Linked DNA regions of Mus musculus: regions 1, 2, 4 and 5 are each linked to region 3. Evidence: chromatin contacts called from public Hi-C and HiChIP or PLAC-seq data. All regions are on one chromosome and are shown on one strand. The core of a region is the stretch at or near the end of the contact, and the rest is flanking DNA. Distances in the headings are between cores, read along the strand shown. Region 1 has its middle 29 kb from the start of Eci2. Region 2 overlaps Gm46409 (a long non-coding RNA gene). Region 3 holds the start of Ppp1r3g (protein phosphatase 1, regulatory subunit 3G). Region 4 holds the start of 4930529N20Rik (RIKEN cDNA 4930529N20 gene). Region 5 holds the start of Eci2 (enoyl-Coenzyme A delta isomerase 2).

What was found. Hi-C and Micro-C count contacts between places; a contact is called where the count stands out from the background. HiChIP or PLAC-seq counts read pairs in DNA pulled down with a chosen protein or histone mark.
Region 1: an H3K27ac HiChIP or PLAC-seq map of hepatocytes shows a contact between it and region 3, with 10 times the contacts expected there. The contact joins the enhancer-like site here to the promoter of Ppp1r3g in region 3. A contact is called at or near these places in 7 of 39 promoter capture datasets (3T3-L1-derived adipocytes, HPC-7-derived erythroid cells, cranial neural crest and 3 more), 3 of 484 Hi-C or Micro-C datasets (brown adipocytes, nephron progenitors and stem cell-derived neural progenitor cells), 7 of 115 datasets of contacts at active chromatin or transcription factors (bone marrow-derived macrophages, embryonic limb bud, embryonic stem cells and 3 more) and 2 of 9 other capture datasets (liver and macrophages).
Region 2: a Hi-C map of liver shows a contact between it and region 3, with 5 times the contacts expected there. The contact joins the enhancer-like site here to the promoter of Ppp1r3g in region 3. A contact is called at or near these places in 1 of 484 Hi-C or Micro-C datasets (liver), 4 of 115 datasets of contacts at active chromatin or transcription factors (bone marrow-derived macrophages, embryonic stem cells and stem cell-derived neural progenitor cells) and 2 of 9 other capture datasets (embryonic stem cells and liver).
Region 4: a contact with region 3 is called in an HNF4G HiChIP or PLAC-seq map of pancreatic cancer cells, with 7 times the contacts expected there. The contact joins the promoter of 4930529N20Rik here to the promoter of Ppp1r3g in region 3. A contact is called at or near these places in 1 of 484 Hi-C or Micro-C datasets (macrophages), 3 of 115 datasets of contacts at active chromatin or transcription factors (embryonic stem cells, pancreatic cancer cells and stem cell-derived neural progenitor cells) and 1 of 9 other capture datasets (macrophages).
Region 5: a contact with region 3 is called in an H3K27ac HiChIP or PLAC-seq map of cardiomyocytes, with 7 times the contacts expected there. The contact joins the promoter of Eci2 here to the promoter of Ppp1r3g in region 3. A contact is called at or near these places in 6 of 115 datasets of contacts at active chromatin or transcription factors (cardiomyocytes, embryonic basal ganglia, embryonic limb bud and 3 more) and 2 of 9 other capture datasets (embryonic stem cells and macrophages).

Annotation. Positions count from the first base shown.
Region 1 is chr13:35,022,221-35,025,043 of GRCm38.p6, reverse strand. It overlaps a transcript of Eci2 not described here. Among named protein-coding and RNA genes, the nearest start is that of Eci2, 29 kb to the right of the region's middle. Within about 2 kb of position 1,478, at least 4 of the 459 cell types and tissues checked have an H3K27ac peak or open chromatin away from gene starts, as enhancers often do. A contact at or near this core is called in hepatocytes and liver, where this site is marked.
Region 2 is chr13:36,619,920-36,622,652 of GRCm38.p6, reverse strand. All of the region lies in intron 1 of Gm46409 (a long non-coding RNA gene), which reads right to left. Among named protein-coding and RNA genes, the nearest start is that of Gm46409, 8.4 kb to the right of the region's middle. Within about 2 kb of position 1,467, at least 13 of the 459 cell types and tissues checked have an H3K27ac peak or open chromatin away from gene starts, as enhancers often do. A contact at or near this core is called in liver, where this site is marked.
Region 3 is chr13:35,966,473-35,969,172 of GRCm38.p6, reverse strand. It overlaps Ppp1r3g (protein phosphatase 1, regulatory subunit 3G), which reads right to left and starts at 1,267. Exons shown (of 2, transcript NM_029628.1): 1 at 1,191-1,267; 2 at 1-1,015. The coding sequence starts at 574.
Region 4 is chr13:35,166,523-35,169,222 of GRCm38.p6, reverse strand. It overlaps 4930529N20Rik (RIKEN cDNA 4930529N20 gene), which reads left to right and starts at 1,419. Exons shown (of 2, transcript NR_153831.1): 1 at 1,419-1,481; 2 at 1,777-2,077.
Region 5 is chr13:34,992,864-34,995,563 of GRCm38.p6, reverse strand. Eci2 (enoyl-Coenzyme A delta isomerase 2) reads left to right here and starts at 1,420. Exons shown (of 10, transcript NM_001110331.1): 1 at 1,420-1,550; 2 at 2,334-2,496. The coding sequence starts at 1,507.

The DNA of each region.
Region 1 (2,823 bases), core at 229-2,728, 940 kb after region 3:
ACCTAGTAAACACAGAAGTGGATGCTCACAGTCAGCTATTGGATGGGTCACACGGCCCCCAATGGAGGAGCTAGAGAAAGTACCCAAGGAGCTAAAGGGAACTGCAACCCTATAGGTGGAACAACAATATGAACTAACCAGTACCCCGGAGCTCTTGTCTCTAGCTGCATATGTATCAAAAGATGGCCTAGTCAGCCATCACTGGAAAGAGAGGCCCTTTGGACTTGCAAACTTTATATGCCCCAGTACAGGGGAACGCCAGGGCCAAAAAGGGGGAGTGGGTGGGTAGGGGATTGGGGGGGTGGGTATGGGGGACTTTTGGGATAGCATTGGAAATGTAAATGAGGAAAATACCTAATGAAAAAAGAAAAAGAAAAGAAAACAATATAGCCACTCTTACAACACCTTTGGACTTCCCATATGCATAGCTTTAATTTTAAATGAATGACTCTGACCCAGAAGTAACTAAGCTACCATGCGCACGTGCCTCTGTCTGTGTGTGTGTGTGTGTGTGTGTGTGTAAGCACGCGCGTGCACGTGCGTTGGGGTAATTATTTGTTGAATGCAGCCAACAAGTTTTAAATTTTAAAAAAACAAAAAGAAAAATACAAATATCCTATTAATATTGGAAACAACAAGTGACTAGAGGAAGAGGTTTTAAGTACTATTTTGGGTCAGCTGGGGTTAGTTAGTAAAGTAATTCTTCCCTTGTAAAATCTGTTAAATATTCTGAGAAAAAAAATTCTCATTCCTTTTCCATACCATGTTTCATGTTCTATACAGTAAGTACAGAGCAAAGCCCTTTGTTACAGACAATGGGAACAGACAGACACTACACAGACACACACACCCCAGGCAGACAATAGCCTATAGACCACAGGTGACATACAGAAGAAAAGCATAGGCAAAAAGGTGAATAATTCAAATTTGGCCTGACTCTTGCTCAAAACTGCTCCAAGAGGAAGACTTTTTTATTTCTTAGTTCAGTATCAATGAAGAAAATGTCAGGGATTTTAGTGGAACCTACCCATAGCACCCTATATACTTTAAATAGTCCATGCATTAGCTATAACACTGTGTGTGTGTGTGTGTGTGTGTGTGTGTGTGTGTGTGTGTGTATGTAGTGTCTGTCTGTTCCTATTGCGCGTGGTATTATATGTATATGTGGTATTACACACACACATATATATATATATATATATATACACATATATATATATATGCACACATATATATGTGTGTGTATATGTATGTGTGTGTGTGTGTGTGTGTATGGTATATATGGTATAAGAGAGATATACCATACAAATATTCTATAGATTGTATTGGTTGGGGACTAATGAAGAGAAAAGAGTATGTACATGTTTAGTACAGGCCTGATTTCTATTTCACAAGTGTTTTTGATCTGTGGTTGGTTGGGTCCACAGGTACAGACCCACGAAATGGAAATAGCCCAGCTGGTGTTTGTTTACTTACTGTATTTGGAAATGATTCACCAGTGGCCAGTTAGGGGTGTTTCCAGGACAGGGCAGGATGAACAATAGACTAGAAGACAACCAAAGTTTCTTCTAGGCCTTGGATGCCATTTTTATAAACACAGCAGTTGCAGTAGCCTGGCCCCACCACTCACAATGCTTCCCTGGGGCCAGTCCTACCTGAGCCTCAGATCACACCAGGCAGCCTTGGGCTAGAAAAGCTGCCTCACCTGATCCTTTCTCTGTTCTCCTCACTGCTCTGTGCTTCCCTCAGGCCTTTGCCCCACAGTGACTTCACATTAATAGAGAACTTAATACATCAAGGTCTGCCTCCTAGTCTTCCCTGAGATCCAGTGTGACTAGGCAACATCTCTTCCCTAGGACCTCACCCATAGTCAGAGCTTAGTTACTACATGAACGTCTACTTTGGGTCCATTGCTTTTCACGACTGGAAGTTTTCTGAAGACCTGGTGTTTCCATGTCCATTTCACATTTCATTGAGCTAGTCCTGGCTTTCTGCAGTTCACCTAAGTGGCCAGTGATCAGTCCTTTGAGAAATCCTCCTTCCAGAAAAATTGACACTCCAAGACCTTTCAAGACTTCTCTTGAACTTGTTCATTCTGCTGTAATGCCAATGTCTCTGGCTACCACTGCTACAGAAATAATATATCTATCCAGTGAGATATCACTCTACACACCTAGAAATTAAAACAGAAATATTTCTACTAAAAAAAAGCATATAGCCAGCTGTGGCTTGTGCCTGAAGAAGATTCAGGCTCAAACAGCAGACTTTTACTAATTTATATGCACGTGCACTGCCATCCTTAAATCTCTTTTAAGCCCGTGCCCCAGATTATACTTTGCACAATTTAAGCAAAGGTAAAGATACTCTAAGTCTAGTGACTTGGGCGGTCATTTACAAAGCAAAGACAGCTGTAATTAGAATACTTAAGTTCACCAGCATTGGTTTTGTTGTTGTTGTTGTTTTGGTTTTTTTTTTTTTTCTCCCACAGCTGTTACCTAGAGTCATCTTGCTCACCTGGCAGAATTATGTTTTTAGTAAGAGCACAGGATGACAGATGCCATTCAGGAGGCACTGTAGTGGGCAAATGAGCTTCTTGGGTGACAGCCCACTGTATTGGGCAATTTTCCTGCAGATCAATAGGAAGATGAACTTTTATAAACTAATATTGTTAAGATGAGTAATTATTTTTTCAGAATTTCTGGTTTGATTTAAATAGTTTTAGGAAGCTAGGGTAATTGGTAAAATATTTAAGAAGGTGGCTTAAGTTATAACAAAGTTAGAATTGAGAATAGAATGTGCCCCCTCCCTTATAGTGAGGGCTGC
Region 2 (2,733 bases), core at 218-2,717, 650 kb before region 3:
GGAGTAAAATCCTAAGAAGGTTTTGACATGTGAACATAGAAACCAGAATGATGAGGAAGAGGAAGAGGAGGAGGAGGAAGAGGAAGACAAGAGGGGAAAGGAGGAGGAGGAGGAAGAGAAGAAGAATAAGAAAAAGAAGGAGGAGGAGAAGGAGAAGGAGAAGGAGAAGAAGAAGAAGAAGGGCATTTGCATTCTCAGCAAGGAACATGGCCTGAAAGAAGATGTAAATCCAAAAACACCAACCTTAGCCTTGCCAGAACAATAAAAACCTCGTTCTCTTCTGAACTCTTTGCAAATCATTTCCATCTCTTTAAAGTATAATGGGCACGACTGTGCTGAGGATTGTATACCATAAAATTTCTATTTAATTGTTTCCAAATGTTAAAGGATCTTTATCATTTACTTGTAATTGTTCATCTTAATGAGGTTCAGTGTAATATTTTCATACATGCATACAAGCATCCAATCTTCCTTTTTCCACCCAATGTTTTCCCATCCTTATTAATTTCATTTCATCCTTATTAAGTTCTAACATTGACATATGAGAGAGCATGCTGTACTTGTCTTTCTATGTCTGGCTTATTTCACTTAACATAACGTCCTCTGGGCTACCCACTTTGTTATAAATGACAAGATGTCATTCTTCTTAATGGTTCAATATGTCTGTGTGTGTGTGTGTGTGTGTGTGTGTGTGTGTGTGTGTGTGTGTGTGTGTGTGTGTGTTTCTGGTAACTTTCTTTATCCATACATACATTTGACATGCACATAAGTTGACTCAAGATTGTAGCTGTGGTGAAGTATCTCAATAAACCTAGGCAATTAGATCTTTTATACACCAATAGATACTTTTCTCATTAAAAGAAGCCATGGTATTTTTTGCAATGAGTAACATTTTATCCAAGTTTTTGATATAGATTTGTCTCTTCTATATTTCAAGATATGTATGCTATATTCATCTGGATACACTCACAACAGTAGAATATAACACCCATAGCTAAACACCCTAGAATTTCATGAAAGAATGCCCATGTTATGGTTCATTAGTATCTCTACATACTTTGTAGTTGTGTTATCACATACTCAGACCTACCCATACACACACACATACTCACCTACCCACTCACACTTGTACCCATACACACATATACACACATACACACATACATATATATATACACACAACAATATACATACATACATACATGCATATACCCATATACACATACTGAAAGAACCTGACAGAATGAAAATTCATGAAAGCCTCTAGACCGGCATGGACCTCACTATTGACAAGTAAAAGTTTAACTTGCTCCATTGATTTAGAGAATGTTTATGCACAAAGTTCTGACCGTTCTTAGAACTCATGTGTTTGCCAATGTTCTGACCGTCCTTTAACCCGTGTATTTACCAACCACTGTAGCCCTCTGCCAAGTGATTGTAATCTGCTTGCTTGGCTGAAATCGGAAAATTTCCACAGCAACTTCAGATAAGGCCAATCCTGAGTTGCCCCACATATCAGCTGATAGCCAATAGAGTTGCATCACCCCTGCACCTGCACACGACTCCTTCCTTGTACCCCTCCCATACCTATTTCTTGTGAAATCACCTTAAATTAGGAATTGTTTATCTAAAGACATGTGATTTAGAAATCCCCTACTTTCCCCCTCCTCCTTTCTCCCTTGAGGGCCCATAAAAGGAGGGCCCCATTTCACTTCTGGGTAGACTCCTCTACCCCTGTGTGAGATACGAGTCGTCCCCAAAGCTCTGGCTTTCCCCGAATAAAGCCTCGTGTGATCTGAATCAAGCTTGATCTCTTGTTAGTTCCTGGGGGTCCGCAGCTATCCAGAGACTTGAGTGGGGGTCTCCCTTTGGGGGTCTTTCAACACCTATACATGCACACCCATTTACACACACACACACACACACACACACACACACACACACATACATGCCTGCACACACACTACACAGTTCTAAGGTGTTCCATTAAAACATGTGCTAATAGGACTAAAAATATGAGCTACTTGTATCAAGAATCATGGAAGTTCTAGAATAACAAAATAACTGCAGGTACAGCAACATCATTTATCAGGCAAGTGTGCCAGATGCTTAGATGCTCATCTATGACCTTATCAGCAATAGCTGTAATGAAGGCAGAATAGTGTTGTCCGTTGCATTTTACTGATAAGAAATAAAAGCCAGTCAGGTGTTGTGGTACACACCTTTAATCCCAGAAAGCACAGGCAGGCAGATCATTGACTTTGAGGCCAGTCTGGTCTACAGAACAAGTTCCAGGACAGCTAAAGCTACAGAGACCATGTCGTAAAAGAAGCCAAAGGGCGTAAACAATTTTTGGAAGGTCAGCCATCTTCAAAGTGGTACAATCAGGGCTTGAACCTAGGGCTGCATGCAACTGTGACCTCAGCTAGTTCAGATATGATCAGGCATCCAACCAAGTGCCAGTGATATCTCTTCCATCCAATTAAATGATACAGTCCTGTGTTCATTACCATGACTATCAGGTCCACTATCCCTAAGATAGCAATTCAATAGAACTAGCTCAGTGCCCAGGGATCCGCATTGAAGAGTTGGAGGCACATCATAGTTTGAGCATCCGCACATGGTCTAGTAAATGTAGTGAGGATTTCTTCTTTTAATTCCATCATGCAGGTGAAGAGCGCATCCCTGTGTGGGCATGAATGAGTTTGACTTGGGATCATCTAAGAGAAGAAA
Region 3 (2,700 bases), core at 18-2,517:
GGAAGTGGGGTCGGAGCCGGGCGCAGGGTACCAAGAGAGGATCAGGCATCGTTGCCACTGCCAGCAGCCCCCCGAGCTGCTGCAGGTCCTCGGCGCGCAGCGGGAAGCTGTGGAGACGGGAAAGTACGGCCGGGGGCACCTGAGGCTCCTCGGCCTCGCTGAAGTGCTTCACGCTGGCCAGGCTCAGTCCCAGGGAGTCGGCGAACTGCACGCGCTTCTTACACTTGGAGCAGCAGTCCCCAGCCGGCGCGCCACCCTCTGAGCTGGGCTGTCCCGCCTGCTGCCTCTGCTGCAGGAGCTTGGCCGCCTGCAGGATGGGGTCTGCGGGCAAAGAGAAGGAGCGCGCACGAGAGCGGCGATATTCCTGTAGCTCCTCCTGTTCCGGGAGAGCTGCCCCTTTCTGCGGCGACAGGGGCCGGTCCTGGAGCTGAGCATCAGGGATCGGGGTCTCAGAGGTGCCACTCTCCACGCAAAGGACCTCGGGGACCGACAGTTCCTCCGCGGATTGAGGGTCTCCGGAAGACGTAGAGCTGGACGCCTCGGATCTGTGTAGCTGTTCTCCCGAGGGATCCATGACAGTGTCCGATCCGGCCCCGGGTTTCGTCCTGCGGGAACCGCGGAGAGTCCTCTGGAAACTTTTATCTACTCCCGCAGCAGAAGGAGCGCATAGTGTCGGCTGGGCTTGCCTACCCTGGCAGAAAGCGGATTCGGCCTGGAACCTCCAGCTTTTAGCTGCTGCTGCCCGGGACCAAGAGGGAGGAGGATGCTGGCCTGCGGCTAGCTCCCAAGGGGAGGGCCAAGACAGGGAGGCGCGACAGCCAGAACACCTGAGAGCTACGTCCGTAGTGGAGACTAGGATTTCTGAAGGTCGTAGGCTAGCCGATAGCTTTGATCCACCCCGCGGCTGCTATGCGCGTCTGTATCCTCTGGGGTAGCTCTCAACTTTCAGAACTAGACAAAGTTTTCCAGCCTGTGAAGTTATTCTTCCGGAGGAGACGTCCTGGCTGTCACTGGCCTAGGGAATCCGCGATACAAGAATGTCATTAAGGCAAGCAATCGAGCGAAGTGCATCCCTTCCCTTTCATCCTGTATCCCCGAAACCGCTCGAGTCCCAGGTCGCATCTGTGTAGTTGTGCCCCTCAGTGGTTCTAAAAGCTGGAAGGCCGAAGCTACAGCTTCCACCTACTTACCTGGTGACCTTGCTGCTGCGCTTGAGCAGGGGACAGAGCAGGAACCCACCGGGAGCTCACTAGGCAGGCAGACAAGAGCACCCGGTGGCCATTGGCGCCTAGCACTAGAGCACGTCAAGGTCCTCCCGCCCCACCCCCACCCCCCTGTCCTCAAAGAAGAGGGCTGGCACCTCCCTCCATGGCTAAGCGCCTTCCTTCAGACTTGAAGGCATTCATTCCCCCCTCTCGCTTAGCCTGCGCCTGGCCTGCAACTGCCACCTCTCCTCCGCAAGGATCCCAGACCCTCTAAGGCTCAGTCAGGCCTTCTGGGGGTTGCCGGTCAAAACCCAATTGCCAGAAGACTAATGGAAGAACATCTCACTATATCCTGGCACTGGATACTTCCTTAAGTGTTGTATTGTGCCTTTGCCTTCCAGCTAACTTTGCCTTGATCAAGCTTCAACTGATAACTTCATCACCAAATGTCATGCCCACCTCCCATTCCCCCACCCCACCCCTCATATCTGATTCAGGGTGTCCCAGGCAGTTCTGAGAGAATTTCTAACAGGGAGATGCTGAGGACAGGCTCTGGGGACCACCGTTTAGGAGTGACTAACTGCCTCACCATGGCTGTGTGTATACTTACTTACACAAAAAAATTGGGGTTTTAGAAATATTGGTCCACAAATCAAGGAACAAAAAGCAAAGCTAATTTTCCCAGGCTTTTAAACTGGGCACGGTATAGCAGAATTTAAGGAGTCATCAATAGTTACTGATTTTAGTATCTATTGAGGACTCACAGGCTGCTCATCCCTCCCCAAGGCTGAGGGCCCCTCCCATGTGATCTTATGTGCACAAAACTTCATCACTCCAACTCAATGTAGCACACAAAGGATGGGAACATCTGTTCAGGTCCCAGAGCTGAGCTAAGGTCAGGTTTGACCCCAGGAAGTTGGAAAATTATTTTTATGGCCAAAGACCCTGAGCTAGAGAGGAATTTTTAGGAACAGGCCCCTCAGTCCCTTGGCTGGGACTTTCTAGTCATTAAGTGTCCAGTACAGTGTCCATATCTACATACTGAATCTGACAGTATGGGACTCCCAATCCAGATCTACCTAGAGTGCCCCCACCTCCAGCATCTACAAAATCTACAGCACAGGACACTTTTTTTTTAACGTGTAGATAGACATTGATATATTGTGATAATAAGTATAATGTTCACAAACTAGTTTGTTTCTTTGATTTTTTGAGACAGGGTTTTTCTGTGTATAGGGCTGGCTATCTTGGAATTCACTCTGTAGTCCATGCTGGCCTCAAACTCACAGAGATCTGCCTGCCTCTGCCTGAGATTAAAGGCGCACACCACCCCTGCCCAGCCTCAGACTAGTTTAAAAATGAACTAGGAACTTCAAAGAGATTTTGAGGTTGGAGTGAATTGTCTCCCTCACTTGGACAGATTCTCACACCCAGACAGTACCTTGTCTACTGCCAATGTTTTGATTCCCAGGTGAGTATCCAACAGTTCCATTCT
Region 4 (2,700 bases), core at 170-2,669, 800 kb after region 3:
CTAATTGAGAGCATCAATGGATAAATGGAGACTTGAACTCAGCTAGAAAAGATGATGCAGGGAAAATAAGATGAATCACATGAAGATGCCCTCTTGTTTCCAGAGATGTTTATAATCTGAGTGTAAATAGGACCATTGAGAAGGGATTTATTGCTTTTCCCCACCAGAAAGGCAGTGGGAGCTGTAAACTAAAGAGTAACACCTGAATCAAAGCAGTCAATGAAGCCTTAGGTGTCAGCTTCCAACAGCAAGTCCAGACGCTCTCAACTGAGCAGACTCTGGCCCTCACAACAAGCCGTTAGGAACGACCCAAACACTTTCACATTTTCTTCCTTTTTCCTGTGTGTATGTAGATTAAGTGGTAAATATAAGAACTGTAGAATATATATGTATGTGTCTCTGTGTGTGTGTGTATTGTATGTGACTGTGTGCATGTGCATACCTATGTATGCACGCACATCTATGTAGAGATGTGTACATGTGAAAGCCAGAGGTCTATATCACGTCTCTTCTGCTATCCATTGTCCTCTTGCAATTTTGGGATACAGTATCTCACTGAACCTGGAACTCACTGACTTGTGTAAATCAGTGGTTCTCAACCTGTGGGTTTTGAATACTTTAGGGATCAAAGAACCCTTTCACAAGGGTCACATATCGGCTTGCAGATCAGATATCTATATTATGATTCATAACAGTCAGGAAATTACAGTTATGAGGTAGCAACACAATAATTTTATGGTTCCACAACATGAGGAACTGTAGTAAAGGGTCACAGCATGAGGAAGGTCAGAAACCACTAGGCTGAACTGTCTGACCAGCTAGACCCCAGGACCTTTCTCTCTGTGCCTCCCGAACACTGGCAATTGCAGGCACACCACTGCTACTTTATCCCAGCTGATCACCTGCATTCTAGGATCTGAATTCAGGTTCTTGTGCTTGCACAGCAAGCAATTTTACGAACTGAGCCGTCTCCCCAGATCTGCTTTCACCATTTCCAATGTTTTATTTCATGATTTCCCATCATAACAAACACAGCGTGAGTGCCATTCACCCTTTTGTTGATGACCCAGCGCTGTCATACAGAAAAAGTGTTCAGCTGGCTTCTCTCTCTGCTGGTTCCACTTTCTGGGATTTTTATTTACCCAAGATTAGGCTCTGTCTGAAATTGCTAAACGGAAACTATGAGAAACAGTTCATACATTTAAAATGCCGTGCCAATCTTAGAAGCATGGTAAAAATCTCACACTGTCCTGTTCCCATCCAAGATAAGAGACATCCCTTTGCCCAGTGTAGCCACCATTAGTCACCTCAGCTATCACATCATTTGTCATGATGTCACAATGCTTGCACACATATAACCATGATTTTCTTCATAATGGTCCCAAAGGACAAGAGGAATGATGCAGAGGTGTTACGGCACACAATGTGGAAGAACAGATTAACACTGGGTCTGTGGTTGCTCTGTAGTAGCCCACATAGGAGTAAGTACTGTCTGTAGTAAGGCATCCACTGAGAATACTGGACCATGTCACTCCTAGAGAAAGCAGGAATGTATTCAGTTAGGGCAAAGTGAAGAGAAGATGATCCCAGGTGCTTCTGGGATGCTGCATGCTAAGAGCTGTTTGCTCTCTTTCAGCTAGTCATCTATCAGCCTATCAACCTTATACTTTGTAGTCCTAGGGTGTGTTTGCTCTACTGAGCTCATAGAGGGGCTTGCTGAAGTGGTGGAGATGTGTTCACTACTGAAGCCCTACACTATTGTTTATTTTACTCAAGGTCCTTTAGACTGTGCTCAGACATGAATTCTTGTCAAGGAACAAATAGTAATTGCAATGTATCAGCATTTGTTCACAAAGCCGCACAGCTGTCACTCGAGATCAGACGTCACCACCTGTTGATCGCAGCAAGTACAAGTGTCGACCTTTGTCATTCTTGTCCTTCTGCCTCTTGCAGCCACTCTGTCCAGCTCTTCTGGAGTACTCACAGCAAGCTCTCCTTCATAGACTCTGAGTTATAACTTTGTGCATTGTGTTTGTTTGGTTTAAGAGTTATGTCTCTAACTAAATTCTCAGCCCAGAAGAGATGTCTTAATTTCTCACTGTCACCGCAAGCCGTGCATGCTGGGAATGTTTGTTGATGACGTAAGATTTAGCTGTATTCCCCTGGCCAGTATTTAACCCATGCTCTGGTCCAAGTTTCACCATCTGGTGCTGCTCCCAAGCTGTGGTCCAGAGTTACTCAGGCTCTGTCTGGGCTCCAGCACATTGAGATGCTCCTATTTTTATTGTGTTCCTCTCTTCTTCCCCAGCTCATGAACACTCTGGGGAAAGCCATTCATGATAAATTAAATAGCTTCCCACCCTCCAAGTACCACAGCAAGCTGCCAACACCAGTTTAAATTTCTATCCCAGGGATATTCTGAGACCTTGACAAATCACAGGGAGTGCTCAGCTTCCCTCCCATAGGCCTGTCTGAAGCCAGAGTCTCTGACTTCAGCAGCATAGGCTATACCTAGAGACCTCACCAAGACAGAGTTGCTAAGTTTCTCTCTCAGAGTCCTCTTGAGGTCTGGAGTAACAATTCCAAATTGGTATGCTTATCATATTTCCAGGTAATATAGGTAGATGTTGCGGGTCTAGGTACCCCAATTTTAAGACTCAATGCTCATTTGATCCCAGGGGCCATGCTCTCTCCACCAAG
Region 5 (2,700 bases), core at 171-2,670, 970 kb after region 3:
ATACTGAGCAGACCCTGTGAAGTAGAACCCCCAAGATTCAGTTTCACTGGGAACATTTCCTGGCTCTTGTGACCACCAGGCCTGGGTGTCTGTATCAAATCCCTTCTTAGACAGCACTGCTCACGTGCAGTCAAGCCTCTAAGGTAGGACCTAATTGACCCACACACCTCCTTCTCCAAGGTCTTTATAAGAACCAGGAGTGGAGATTCGAACTCTGGTGAGATCTTGAGGAGGATTCTGCCATTCTCACTCTAGTACAGAAACAAAACTCTCAGAGACATGCCCGGGCATCTTGACTGCACTGTAAAGTAGATCAAAAGCATACCCAATGGCTCTTTTTAAAAAAATGTATTTGTTGTAACTTTTTTGTTTTACTTTGTCTATTTATTTAACTGTCGTTATGTAATTGGTTTTGCATACTGGTATTATGCATACCATCTGTGTGTCTGAGGGCTGTTTAGGTCATAAAATGTGTCTGTCCCCTTGGAACTGGAGTTATGAATGGTTATGACCCACCCTGTAGATTCAGAGAAACCAAACCCGGGCTTTCTGCAAGAGCCACGACTGTTCTCAAATAGCCTAGTCAATTCTCTAGCTCTACCAATTAGCTCTTCCGTGGCTCTCTATTACTCTTAGCACAGAACATATATATATTCATATCAAGAATTTTATCTACGTGCAAAGAGGATCATTTGAGTCGGCAGGGAGGTCTAGGACTCACTATGAAGGTACTTTACAATGCTAGTTCCAGGTCTCACACACTACAAGAGCTTCTTAACGTGGGCGCAGTGATCCTCAAGCTCAACTAATACTCTGCTCAGTGTGGTTCCCTTTCCTTGCGAACTGCCCCACCCCCACCCCAATCTTCAGCCAGACGTGGTGTTTACTGGAGGTGGCCTCTGCTAAGCATGAGAATCACCTTAGGGGCAAACGCCTACATTAATGAAGCTTATACCGTTTCATGTTCAGCTTAAACTTAATTGTGCAAGATAAGCATATCCAGGAGCACTCTTGTCCATATAATCTTTTAAACATAATGTTCCATGACCTTAGACTGAACGTGCTCAGGAGCGTGCTCCTAACTAAACATTCTGGGAGCTGTCCGGTTTGTAAATAAATATGCTTAGGCTCTCTGATTAATATTCCGAAGAACACAGTGAACCGCCTCCGTACCCTGTCCCTCTTTGCCAGATCTTGTGCCAATCACCTTTGTACGGAGTTGGACCTGGGCCAGGCATTCTAGGCTCCTCCTCGAAACCCGCCCATTCTCAACTCTGAAGGAGTCGCTAGTCGCACCCCTGCCCAGGGCTCACATCCAAGATTATCTCCGCCAGTCTTTTTGTCCCCGGGTCCTTTCACAGGCCGAGCTCACATCCTGGCCCCGCCCCTGAACCCTGGCCCCACCCACGCCCGGAGCGCACCTCTGGCTCCGCCCCTTCCCGGTCTTGCCCTGCAGTTTCTGCTGGGCCTAAGCCTCCGGGCTCAGTTTGACCACAGTATCTAGCTATGGCGGCAGTGACCTGGAGTCGGGCTCGATGCTGGTGTCCGAGGTAAGCTTGCAGCCTCGACTCTCCGGCCCAAAGTCGCCAGCGGGAATTTTCGCCCGCCCACGGAGCCGCCCGCTTTGTCATCTGGCCTGGCTAGCGAGACAGCAGGATATTACTTTGACGATTTCCCAGCGAGAGAGCTCTAAAGAGTGACCTCGAAGGTTCTTCCTCTGCTGAGTCCCAAAGGGTAAGGATGGACGCGCTCCGGTCGCCTCCGTCGGTGCTTGGGTCCCCGGGGCACCCAGGCCTCCAGGCCCAGCCCGGGACTTCCTAGGGCACGCACGCAGTGCCTTGGCTAAGATGACACTTTGTCCAATATTGCTAGTTAGCTCTGAGCGCTGCTGAACCAGTGTGGGGTTTCAAGCAGTAAGCTCACTTTGTTCAGAGAAGTGGCTGGAGAGAGTGCTCCATAAGTAATAACCCAAAGAACTATGGAGCAAAGTGAACCGCTGTGTGACTTTCTCAAAAGGCAAAACTTACCCTCCATTTGAATGAGCGTGCAATAAGCGTCAGTGGGAAGTTGCTTACTTAGGGAAACTGTTGGGGTTTTTGTTGTTGTTGTTGTTTTTGTTTGTTTGTTTGTTTGTTTTTCGAGACAGGGTTTCTCTGTATAGCCTTGGATATCCTGGAGCTCACTTTGTAGACCAGGCTGGCCTTGAACTCAGAAATCCGCCTGCCTCTGTTGTAGATGCATGCTGTTCTGATCAACATGAGTTGGAGCCAATCAGTAATCCTGTTGCTGCAGAAATAAAAGGGCAAGGAACAAACAGAAACCACTATTTGTAGTGTCCTGCAGGTCTTCAGATTACAAGTGGCTAAACTGCACTTGGGCAGACCAACAATGAGAGCCAGTCAGCAGGACTTTGAAAATGCATTGAACCAGGTGAAACTCTTGAAGAAGGACCCGGGAAACGAAGTGAAGCTAAGACTCTATGCACTGTACAAGCAGGTAATAGACTGAGCTCTGTTGTAACTTAAACGCATTTTGAGCAAATGATTCCTGAATTTGATACGTTTCTGATACGTTTCTAACACTGTTTCTAACATTCCGGTTGCATGGCTGGCTCCCCTTTGGGGTGTATGTATGCAGGCTTTATTTTGTTTTGTTTTTCATATTAGGCCTTTATATGCTATTAAAGCACAGAGTAGCCTC